Linked DNA regions of Mus musculus: regions 2 and 3 are each linked to region 1. A link is a contact called in public HiChIP or PLAC-seq data. All regions are on one chromosome and are shown on one strand. The core of a region is the stretch at or near the end of the contact, and the rest is flanking DNA. Distances in the headings are between cores, read along the strand shown. Region 1 holds the start of Smarca5 (SWI/SNF related, matrix associated, actin dependent regulator of chromatin, subfamily a, member 5). Region 2 has its middle 25 kb from the start of Gm31223. Region 3 holds the start of Gypa (glycophorin A).

Evidence for each region. HiChIP or PLAC-seq counts read pairs in DNA pulled down with a chosen protein or histone mark.
Region 2: a contact with region 1 is called in an H3K4me3 HiChIP or PLAC-seq map of the 230-238 cell line, with 13 read pairs. The contact joins the enhancer-like site here to the promoter of Smarca5 in region 1. A contact is called at or near these places in 8 of 39 promoter capture datasets (the C10 cell line, the HPC-7 cell line, cranial neural crest and 4 more), 3 of 15 datasets of contacts at CTCF or cohesin (the NIH/3T3 cell line, large pre-B cells and pro-B cells), 7 of 115 datasets of contacts at active chromatin or transcription factors (the 230-238 cell line, bone marrow-derived macrophages, embryonic basal ganglia and 3 more) and 1 of 9 other capture datasets (adipose tissue).
Region 3: a contact with region 1 is called in an H3K4me3 HiChIP or PLAC-seq map of fetal liver, with 4 times the contacts expected there. The contact joins the promoter of Gypa here to the promoter of Smarca5 in region 1. A contact is called at or near these places in 10 of 39 promoter capture datasets (the 3T3-L1 cell line, the HPC-7 cell line, HPC-7-derived erythroid cells and 7 more), 1 of 484 Hi-C or Micro-C datasets (embryonic stem cells), 15 of 115 datasets of contacts at active chromatin or transcription factors (astrocytes, cardiomyocytes, embryonic basal ganglia and 11 more) and 2 of 9 other capture datasets (adipose tissue and pancreatic islet).

The regions. Positions count from the first base shown.
Region 1 is chr8:80,737,984-80,741,673 of GRCm38.p6, reverse strand. It overlaps Smarca5 (SWI/SNF related, matrix associated, actin dependent regulator of chromatin, subfamily a, member 5), which reads left to right and starts at 2,215. Exons shown (of 24, transcript NM_053124.2): 1 at 2,215-2,751. The coding sequence starts at 2,578.
Region 2 is chr8:80,922,214-80,925,709 of GRCm38.p6, reverse strand. No RefSeq gene overlaps it. Among named protein-coding and RNA genes, the nearest start is that of Gm31223, 25 kb to the left of the region's middle. Within about 2 kb of position 1,594, at least 12 of the 459 cell types and tissues checked have an H3K27ac peak or open chromatin away from gene starts, as enhancers often do. A contact at or near this core is called in the 230-238 cell line and pro-B cells, where this site is marked.
Region 3 is chr8:80,492,075-80,495,556 of GRCm38.p6, reverse strand. Gypa (glycophorin A) reads right to left here and starts at 1,512. Exons shown (of 8, transcript NM_010369.3): 1 at 1,470-1,512. The coding sequence starts at 1,503. RefSeq lists a cis regulatory region at 1,608-1,790.

The DNA of each region.
Region 1 (3,690 bases), core at 966-3,465:
TAGTTCATATAAACTTTATCTGTCAATTATACCTCTAAAAAAGCAGATAAGAAGTAGATTTTCACTACTACAACACACTTGTTTAAAAAAAAATTGTGAGACTGCTTAGTGGAGAAAGAGGCTGCCAGGACCCACATGACAGGAGAGAACCAACTCCTCAAATTTATCCTCTCACCTGTACACATGCAGACATGTGTGCATATCTCCCTACCATATATAATCAGAAAACAATGTAATAAAAATGAAATGCTGACAAGAATTAGAATATACAGCCCACAATCAATTTTTAATAATTCCACAAATATACTTGTTTGAACACATTTTTGAAGTACAAAACATTTTCAGATAGTACTTCATAATGAACATACTTTTATGTTAATGATTGTTAAATGCTACTAGTTCATTTTAAAGGTGTACAATATTCTTAATATTAATATGTTCAATTTTAGCCCTTTACTAGCTTTTTGCCACTATAAAGACTACGCTGAGAATTATTGTATTTAACCACATATATATGTAAGCATTACTATATCTTTGAAATACTTTTTAATACTACTTTTTGTTTTGTTTTTTTGTTTTTTCGAGACAGAGTTTCTCTGTATAGCCCTGGCTGTCCTGGAACTCTCTGCAGACCAGGCTGGCCTCGAACTCAGAAATCCGCCTGCCTCTGCCTCCCGAGTGCTGGGATTAAAGGCATGCACCACCACCACGTGGCTTTATACTACTTTTTAAAAAAAGATTTTATTTTGCTGGGTGGTGGTGGTGGCACAGTGTACACCTTTAATTCCAGCCTGGTCTAAACAGTGAGTTCCAGGACAGCCAGGGCTATAGAGAATAACCCAGTCTCACTCCCCGCCGGCAAAATATTTTTAATTATGCATATATGTGAGGGGGTTGAATCCCCTGGAACTAGACTTAACAGTTATGAGCTGACATACGGGTGCTGGGAATTGAACCAGTGCTCTTAACCTTTGAACCATCTCTTCCAGCTCCTTATATCTATTAGTTTTTGGAGACACTTTTAGTGTCTTTTAGTCTAGGCTGGCCTAGTAGCCAAGGATGACCGTGCCTACACTTCTCTAAGTGCTGGGATTTGGGGTACGAGTCACGGCATCCAGATTAAATAGTGCTAGGACTCAAGCCCAGGATTTCATGTATGCTCCCCAACAACTCACCAAATGAGCTACAGTATGTTAAACGAGAGCGTTTTCAGGTTCTCCATTTTAGTTAACGATTATTCGACTGGTTAAAACATTTGAAATTATATATGAATATTATCTATTCCAAGAAGTTTGAAAGTAACTCTGGAAAAGACTTTTTATTCAACATAGGTGGGGACTAAATAATGGGATTAATTAAGATAAAGATCTTTTGTGCCTGGGAGTAGGTGGGGGATGAATGGAACAGTGTTTATATTCCGTAGGATTCAGTAGCCTCCATGACAGCCTAAGGCAGGATAAAGAAGCAACACGAATAACGAACACTTGTTTCCTCGGTGTAGCCCTGGCTGTCCTGGAACTCGCTCTGTAGACCAGGCTGGCCTCAACTCAAGAGATCCGCCTGTCTCTGCCTCTGTAGTGCTGGGATTAAAGGTGTGCGCCACCACGCCTGGTAAACACTTCTTGAGACAAATGTGTATTTGTTTCATGCGAAAACTCGCCATCATTTGTCTGCCTTTATCTGCTGCCATTCTAACAGGGCAGCGCGTCTTCTGTCTTAACTTGAACTTGACAAACGCCGAACTCTCTAAACGAAGCCGACTGACGGAGCGAACACGCAGACTTTTTAATTCTGAGGTGATTTTTCTTCTCAGGCGTCCAACGTCACTTAACGTCACGCCCGTGAGCGAAGGCGGCAGGACGACGAAGGCCAGCCCAGGCCTTTGCTCCTTGCCTAACAGTCGCGCCGTTCCCAAGAGGGAGCCCTAGCGCGGCGGAAGACAGCGAGCCGAGCCGTTACGGGAGCGCCGAAGACCCAGCTCGCGTCACTCGGAGGAGCGGAGGCGCAAAGCACCGCCGACGCGCTTCCTCGAGGCCCCGCCCACTCGGCTCCACAGCCCGCTAGAGGCCTGGAGGAGGCGGGGCCAAGGAGGAGCATGCGCACGCGCCCTCGCGAGCCGGCCTTCTAAGGGGGAACGAGCGATCTCGCGAGGGTTGAGAGCGGGTGGCGTAGGTAGCTGTCCTGGTTGGCTGGAGAAGAGAATCCACTCCCGGAGAGGAGAAGGCGCCGGGAGGCCTCTGAGAACCTTCCGTTTTCCTTTCCCTTTCCCTCGGCCCTCCGCCTCCTCAGAGTCAGCCCGCCTTCCCTGACCTCCGTGACCCCGCTGGCCCCGCCCACTCCCGTCGACGTGATTCCCGCCGTGAGGTAAACGCCTGTGGAGCAGAGTCCCGCGGAAGAGGACGGCGAGGCGAGCGGCGCGGCTGGGCCGGCTCGGGTCGGTGGCGGAGCCCTCGCGCGTGAGAGCTTCCGGGCAGGTCTCACTCCTCCGGCGGCCCGGACGCCCGTGTCGCGCAGGCCCAAGCCGCTTCCCTCGGCGCCGCGCCTGCCCGTGGCCGCGGCGGGTGACGCAGCCGGAACATGTCGTCCGCGGTGGAGCCTCCGCCGCCCCCGCCTCCCGAGAGCGCGCCTTCCAAGCCCTCGGCGGCGGGCGCCGGCGGGAGCAGCAGCGGCAACAAAGGCGGCCCCGAGGGCGGCGCGGCGCCCGCGGCTCCGTGTGCTGCGGGCTCGGGCCCCGCGGACACCGAGATGGAGGTGAGCGCGGCCGTGCGCGGGGAGGGAGGGAGGTGGATGCTCGGCCGGCGCGTCTCCTGCTCTTCACCTTTACCTTTTCCCCTCGGTGTAGCTAGCCTAGCCCGACCGCGGATCGCTCTTACGAAACACATGTTCCTGATTACTGGGGCCGAGGGGACCCGTTTCCTCCATTGCCAGGCTCCCCCAGAACTCGCTCAATTTCTCCCGATTTAGGTTTTAGTTTGCACTAAACTTTGAGGAAGGCGAGGGAGATGCCCCTCCGGAGTGGGATTCCCGGGGCGAGGGGCGACGTTTCCCAGCGTCGCAGCTGGGGACTTGCGCCTCCAGTGCCTCATCCCCGTGCTGGCGGGGGCGGCATCTGTCTGTTCTGGGCAGAGACAATGGCGAGAGCTGGAGGGCCGAGTGCGCAGTGGGGATAAGCGGGGCGCAGCTGCTTGTGTGCAACGAGGGGAAGCCCCTCCCGGGCCCTGCTCCACCGGGAGGGGAACGAGCGTGACAGCCGCAGCACCTGTCCTGGATCCCCATCCAATTACGGGTGTATGCATGGAGAACTGAATGAATGGGAGCCTCGGGGAAGGATGATGGGCTTCTAGCTCTGCGCATTGCTTCCTTTTGAAGCCATTCGGAGGATTCGCTGTTGAACCACCTTCTTGGGGCTCCAGTGGGCCAGATGATGGTGACAATACTGGAGGAAGCGGGGAGAGAGTGGAAAATGGGGGAGCTGCCAGGCAGGTCTCTTTGGACATGCTCCCAGGCATTGAGTTGCCTGGGAACAAAGTTACTGCTTCCAATTTTTATTCTTGGCCTTGGCCTTGTTTTGAGGTATTCTGTAGTTCCAGTCTGAAGGAAGACTCCTGGGAGTTTTAATCCTCAGATTGGAAGCAATACTATAAAAGTGAACTTTAGTGCAGGATTTACACTATAAGGAAATGATGGTGC
Region 2 (3,496 bases), core at 345-2,844, 180 kb before region 1:
TAAGTAAAGAATCGAGAAGAAACGTTGGTAAGACAAAAAGGGATCATTAGAGACTCAAGACTAAAGAGAAACTGTGTTGTGGCTTTTCCCTTTCTTTCTGGATTATCTCCTGCTCTCTTCCATGAAGCCAGATAATTGAGGTTAACCTGGAGCCTTACAACGTCTCTGAAAGCTAGGTATTAGTCTATTTTTATAGATGATGAAGATTTTAAGTCTCAGAGGTTAAGCAACTTGCCTCAGGACATACAGGGAGTTGCTGCCAGGGCTCGGGCTCCTCGCTCTCACTTACCCCGAGTAAGACACTCCCCTCCCAGGAAAGCAAAGAGCAGCCCAGATGATGGGAACCTTCCCTTTCAAAGCCTTAAGTAACCAGTGAGGTATCTGGGCCCAGCTAAGCTGCCTGTACTTGATCAGCTACCTTCCGAAGGCTGCACTGTATTCTTACCCTCGTGTCTAGTAGCTTTCAGGGCCCAGGAATGCTGTTGTGTGCACACTCATGCACATGTATTGTGTCTACTCGAAGCACACACACACACATGTTAGAGAAAGAAAGAAAGAAAGAAAGAAAGAAAGAAAGAAAGAAAGAAAGAAAGAAAGAAAGAAAGAAAGAAAGAAGGGAGGGAGGGAGGGAGGGAGGGAGGGAGGGAGGGAGGGAGGGAGGGAGGGAGGGAGGGAGGGAGGGAGGAAGGAAGGAAGGAAGGAAGGAAGGAAGGAAGGAAGGAAGGAAGGAAGGAAGGAAGGAAGGAAGGAAGGAAGGAAGGAAGGAAGGAAGGAAAAGAAAGGGGTAGGCATAATGATCCACACACGTAATCTCAGCCCCAAAGGAGTAGGTTCCTAGGGCTTATAACAAGCCAATCTACCCAAGGCAGCAAGGTCCAGGCCCATCAGAGAGCCTCTCTCAAGAAACCAGGGTGAATGACTGCGAGGGTGGTCCACTGGGCTTCACACACGTGTATATATGTGCACCTATATGAGTACACACACACACACACACACACACACATCAATAACAACAACAACACTAATAACGGTAAACCCTGATTTCATTAGTTCTGATTCAGAAAATAGAAACTGTTATTCCTATTTTGTTCCCTATTAAGTTGAGAAAGCTACAAGTAAGCAGCTTGTTCAAGGTTACTGACCTGGTAAATGATAGAACCTGAATTCCAACCACAGGCATTCTCTCTAGTTAGCCTTCAGTCTTCCTTCTATATGGATATCTATAGTGAAGGTCGGTTGTTATACATGTTTCTTTATAAATATTAGATGTAGGTTGGAAAGACGCAGCCAGAGAAGTCTGCACATATATGATGGTGCAGAAACCTTTACCTCTGTGCCTCACGCTCAAACTGTCCCACTTCATGCGTTAGTGCACCTCATGTGTTAGTCCCACCGCTGGGACAAAATACTCGAGTCGAGGTAAACACCTTAAGAGAGGAGAGGCGCGTTTGTCTCACAGTCTCCGAAGGTTCAGTTCATGCTCAGCTCCATCTACTGCCTACAAAGAGAAGGGCAACAAGCTCCCAGGCATGCCACACTTCTACCCAAGGCCAGAACAGCTGGTGGAGACCCCATTCCCAGAGCCCTGCTAGCATCCTCCTGGGGATTCTAAAGCTCCAGGGACTCTTTCAATAGACAGGCGACTTCAGGCTCATCTCTCAGTCACACAGAAACAAAAACAAGTTTCATTTCCTTCCTGCAGATGTTCCAAGAAATAGGGGACAATATCATTCAGAGCCACTCCCCTCCCACCCACCCCCACACCCTGGTGTCTCTAGTGGTGCTATTTATTTCGTCTGTTTGTTTTGAAATAGCCTTATGTATCCCCGCCTGCCTTAGAACTTAACCTTATGACTAGCAATGATCTTGAACTTTTGATCCTTCCTTCTCTGCCTCCTGAGGCTGGAATGCCAGGTGTATACCACCCCATGCAGCTGACCTCCAATAGGACGTTAAACTCAGAGCTTTGCACAAGCTCGGCACATGCTCTACTGAAGCTACATCTCACCCTGTACTCTCCGTTTTGATGACCTAATTATTGACATAACTTTCAGTGGAGAAGTAGGGTCAGACTGAGATATGCCCCTCACAAAGTTTGCTATATACTTTGCAAAACTATTTAGCAGAAAATTAAAGAATTCACTATAAAATAGTATGGAGACTCTTTACCTTCCCAGAGAACCATGCACAGAAGTGATCAACACACACAAGAGCCATTCTCCTTTATCTTTTTCTTGAGACTCATGGTTTTGGTTTGGTTCGGTTTGGCTTGGTTTTCGGTTTTGTTTTTTTGTTTTTCGAGACAGGGTTTCTCTGTATAGCCCTGAATGTCCTGGAACTCACTTTGTAGACCAGGCTGGCCTTGAACTCAGAAATCCGACTGCCTCTGCCTCCCAAGTGTTGGGACTAAAGGCGTGTGCCACCACTGCCCAGCAAGACTTAAGGGTTTTGAAAGTGCTTTTAACCATACAACTAAAGGTTAATTCTGTAGTACGTTTGATGTTTGAGCTTTTTTTTTTCATTTTAATCTCAAGTGACATACAACTAAGAAACATATACAAACCATGACTGCTGCATAGTAATACATAACGTTTTAGAGATTGGGACACAGAATATTTTTAGCTTGGAACCTTTTGGGGGAAATACCCGCAATGTGATGAATTTCTTGCTCCAAGATGCCCCGATTAATGAACAGAAACTGCCTGAAGAGACCGGGAACCACATCATGTCTGGCAAGACCCAGGCAGGGTTCTTTGGAAAGACCAAAGAAATTTGCCAAGCCCAAAGAAGCCAGGCCTCTTCTACTGACAGCTGGTCCAGTTCCCGGGAAACGCCTTGGGCTTGGGACAGCTCTGGAAAGGCTGCGCTCTAGTTGGCAGCATACCAAAGGCCATTTCTTCTCATGCAGCTCTAAGATCCCCTGAGAGATGCAGTCAGCTCCAGAGCTGGGTTGGGGGAAGGGAGGGAGGAGGTGGGGAGTGTGGGAGGGCGGGTGATGAGGCTCAGTAGAGGATCCTATCACTAATGCCCTTCCCCCATGCCCCATTCTTCAATGTGAGCCTGTTATTCCAGAATTCAAAGATGTGAATTATGTGAAAGAAACAGAAGATTTGCTGAAAGTATTCTTAGTTTGTTGAAACTACAGTATTGTAAACAGCAAGACAACTATGGCTTGACACTGTCATCTGGACAGGACAATACTGTCACACCCGTTAACTCTAATCTATATGGATGCCTTCACAAGACCACTCTAGTCAAATGGGTGAAGAGAAAGTTCACAAGTCCCCACACCTAGATGAAGAACTACAGGTAGTTAATGGCTGCTAAAGGAGAAAAAATCTGTTTTCCCAGGGACCATTCCTTAGTGGCCATTCCTAAATGCAAGCACATATAGTAACACTAATTGGAGTCAATACAATGGTGTGTGTGTGTGTGTGTGTGTGTGTGTGTGTGTGTGTGTGTGTGTGTGTGTGTGTACAATAATTATAGAAGTCAT
Region 3 (3,482 bases), core at 263-2,762, 250 kb after region 1:
CTCAGGTATACCAGACTTAGATTTGAATTCACTTCTGTTTCTTGTGCCCGTGTTCCTTTTTTTTTTTTTTAGCAATCTCTTTTTTTCTTCTTCTTTTTTTAATTAGGTATTTTCCTCGTTTACATTTTCAATGCTATCCCAAAGGTCCCCCATACCCACCCCCCCAATCCCCTACCCACCCACTCCCCCTTTTTGGCCCTGGCGTTCCCCTGTACTGGGGCATATAAAGTTTGCAAGTCCAATGGGCCTCTCTTTGCAGTGATGGCCGACTAGGCCATCTTTTGATACATATGCAGCTAAAGACAAGAGCTCCCGGGTACTGGTTAGTTCATATTGTTGTTCCACCTATAGGGTTGCAGTTCCCTTTAGCTCCTTGGGTAATTTCTCTAGCTCCTCCACTGGGGGCCGTGTGACCCATCCAATAGCTGACTGTGATCATCCACTTCTGTGTTTACTAGGCCCCACATTGTGCCCGTGTTCCTAACGCTTGCCTCATACCCTCTGCCAGGGAGACTGAATCTCACCCAGTGTCCTACAGAGAGCTCAGCACTTCTCTGCTGTCCACCCTGACTCAGGCCGTAGCTGTGCCATGGATGAAATATGCTCCCCCCCCCCTCGCCTGGGCTATGTGTTTCTAACACAGAGTCACTCACTGTGTTTGAGAGAACATGGCTTAAAATATCCTCAGGAGGCCAAAAGTAAGGCTACTTTAAAATATTTTATTTTATATTATATTATATTTATTTTATTTTATATTATATTTATTTTATTATATCAATTTATCTTAATAATTTTTAAAATTTAAATTTCGATTAAAATTTTAAAAATATTAAATTAAAATTTTAATTATTTTAATAAATTAAATTATTTTAATAAATTAAATTAAATTATATTAATTTATTTTAAAAACATATTACTTTGGATTCAGCCCAGCCATAGAGCAATTAGAAAGGTTTTTGTGGTTATTGTTGTTTTTGTTGTTGTTTTCTTAGTAACAGTAGTAACAGTTCCACAAAGAGAAACCCCTCAGTTTCATGCTGACAGCTTGTCTCCTCTCAGCAGGAGAAACTGGTTATACTAGTTTTGAAAAAGAAAGGGCATAAGTCTACCCTAACCTTCACCAGTTAACCTTAGCTTAGAAATAAGTCTCTTCATAGCCCCAAGCGAAGTAACATGGTTATTTATGTAACGATATTACTTACACTTGATACAAGTTTACTGCTATCTAGGGTTAGAATCAAAGGCATTTCTTAGACTGGGGAACTGCTATTCAGGCACAAATGGTTGTGGGCTGCAGTGTGCCACTCCTGTCCCTAGCTGAATCCTATTTAAACACACCCTCCAGACTGAAACTGAATGTACTACTCAGTCATTGGTTCAGTTAAGTAAGAAAACCAGCATTGGGGCAATTCATAGTTTAAATAAGTCATCGAGAATAAAATATCATCAAGCTGAAAATATTCACTCACCTGATGTTGTCACAGCAGCTGTGCTCTCGGTCATACTGGGAGTGTCTGTCAGCCTTAGGAAGGCCTTGCCTACCTCCTGGTATCTCTCAGGCCCACCTTCCCGGGGCCTCTATCCGTTGACACACATTGGCTAGCATTTAAATGATGCAACATTATTTAGTGTCTGTTAATAAAGATAACTAGAGGTCTGCATAACTGCGAGGACCAGAGTGGAATTAAAATCTTTGTTCCAAAGAATTGCCTGCTGTGTTAAATTTACTTCATGTAAACGAAGTGAGCACCACAAGGCAGCACCAAGGACCACTCAACTGGACATAGAGACTGCAGAGGTCAGGGCAGGCGCTGGACTTGGAGAGTAGGAGTGTTTCTAATGCGGGGGTCCCTATGATCCCTTAAGAAAGTGGCTTCTTGTGTACGAACTGCATGCATTGAAAACTTTACACAATGTTTGCGAACTCTGAGGTTTGAAAGGCTGTCAAGCTCGTGACAGCTCAAAGAGTAATGAAAGAAACGTGAGTCGGGAGAAATCTTCCAGGAAAGTGGAATTCGAACTGAACTGCAGTGTCCGTGTGGCTATAAAAGCAGTTACGTGCTTTACAATGCTTTAAAATGCTCTGTTGCTCAGTGACCGTGAGGCAATCCCCAAATAACAAAAGTAAACGCTAGAAAACAAGACCAGGCAAACCCCAGTCACCCTGAAAGCATAAAGGGAGTGTGTGTAGCGCTGAGCAGAAGCAGGAAGCCCGACCACAGCGGAGACAAACTCCAGGCAGATACCGGCTTGGGCTCAGGACATAGGAGAAGAGTAGCTTTGATTCGAAAGTCTTTGGAAATCAGCCCTTATTAAGCTGCGGAGCGGGAGCTGACCACCAGCTAATAGAGAATTGCGGTTCTTTCTGGTGTCCTTGATGCGTCCTCCCCTCCCCCCCCGCCCCCGAATTTAAAGAAATGCAAAAGCTGGTGGCTTCTCAGGTTGAAAATTCGAGTGTGTGGAAATGGAGACACGTGGCGACCTCTAGTGGCTGTTCTGCATAATAGAAACGAAATGTGGAAACAAAACAAAACAAGAAAACACAACTGGAGAAAACATCAAGTCTTTCCCTTCCTCTTCGTTGTCCAGGAGTATCATCAGGTCGTATCTATGACTTACATCCCACAAATGTGTCAGGCAAGCACAACTGTGTTTTGAGAATTTTGAGCCAGCGTCTGAAGATTAAACAATTGTGTTTGAGACATGCAATCTGACAGAGATCTCATCAGGTTGGTTCTGTATGTGCTTGGCTACTTTTCTCTAAGTAGTATTGGGCCAGTCACTGCAGCGCCATGCAGAAACACAAGCTACGATGTTGGAGAGGAGGAAAATAGTTTGGATCCTTGAGCTCTGTCCGACGTCTATCGTCCTTGTTTTAGCCGTTCATTTCTGCCTACGAGTATCTGCCAGCTACCTCTGCTTCAGATGATTGCTACAGGTGATTCCTGCCGATCTCAACAGGAGGGCGAGACTTTTATGGTTTTTTTTTTCCCACGGGAGTTCGCACCTTGTCTCTGTGTTCCTATAGAATGTTCAAACTACTTCCTGTTTTATTTTCTTCATCCAAATGCTTTTTTAAACTTAAGGAAACGCAAGATTATACACATATGACACTCAAAATGACCCACTTGGGGAGGAAGGGGGCAGACGCAAGAGCCAAGGAGTGGACAAGTTTGCAACATAGCCCATGCTTATTCCCATAGGAAGCTGTGAGATTTCTTTAAGGATGAATTTATTCATCATTGATCAAAAGGAGGTATACTTCAATTAAAAAACAGGGTATTAAATGGAAAAAAAACAAGATTATTCTTTGTTTTGTTTTGTGTGTGTGGTTTTGACAGGATAGTAAATGGAGACAAAAAAACAGATTAGTCTTTGCTTCTTTGTGGTTCTGACAGGCTTCAACTCAGGGATGAAAATGGAGGATGGATTGGGAAGAACGGAGGGAGGGGTCAGGATCCACAGCCAGCCTACCTGCTTTC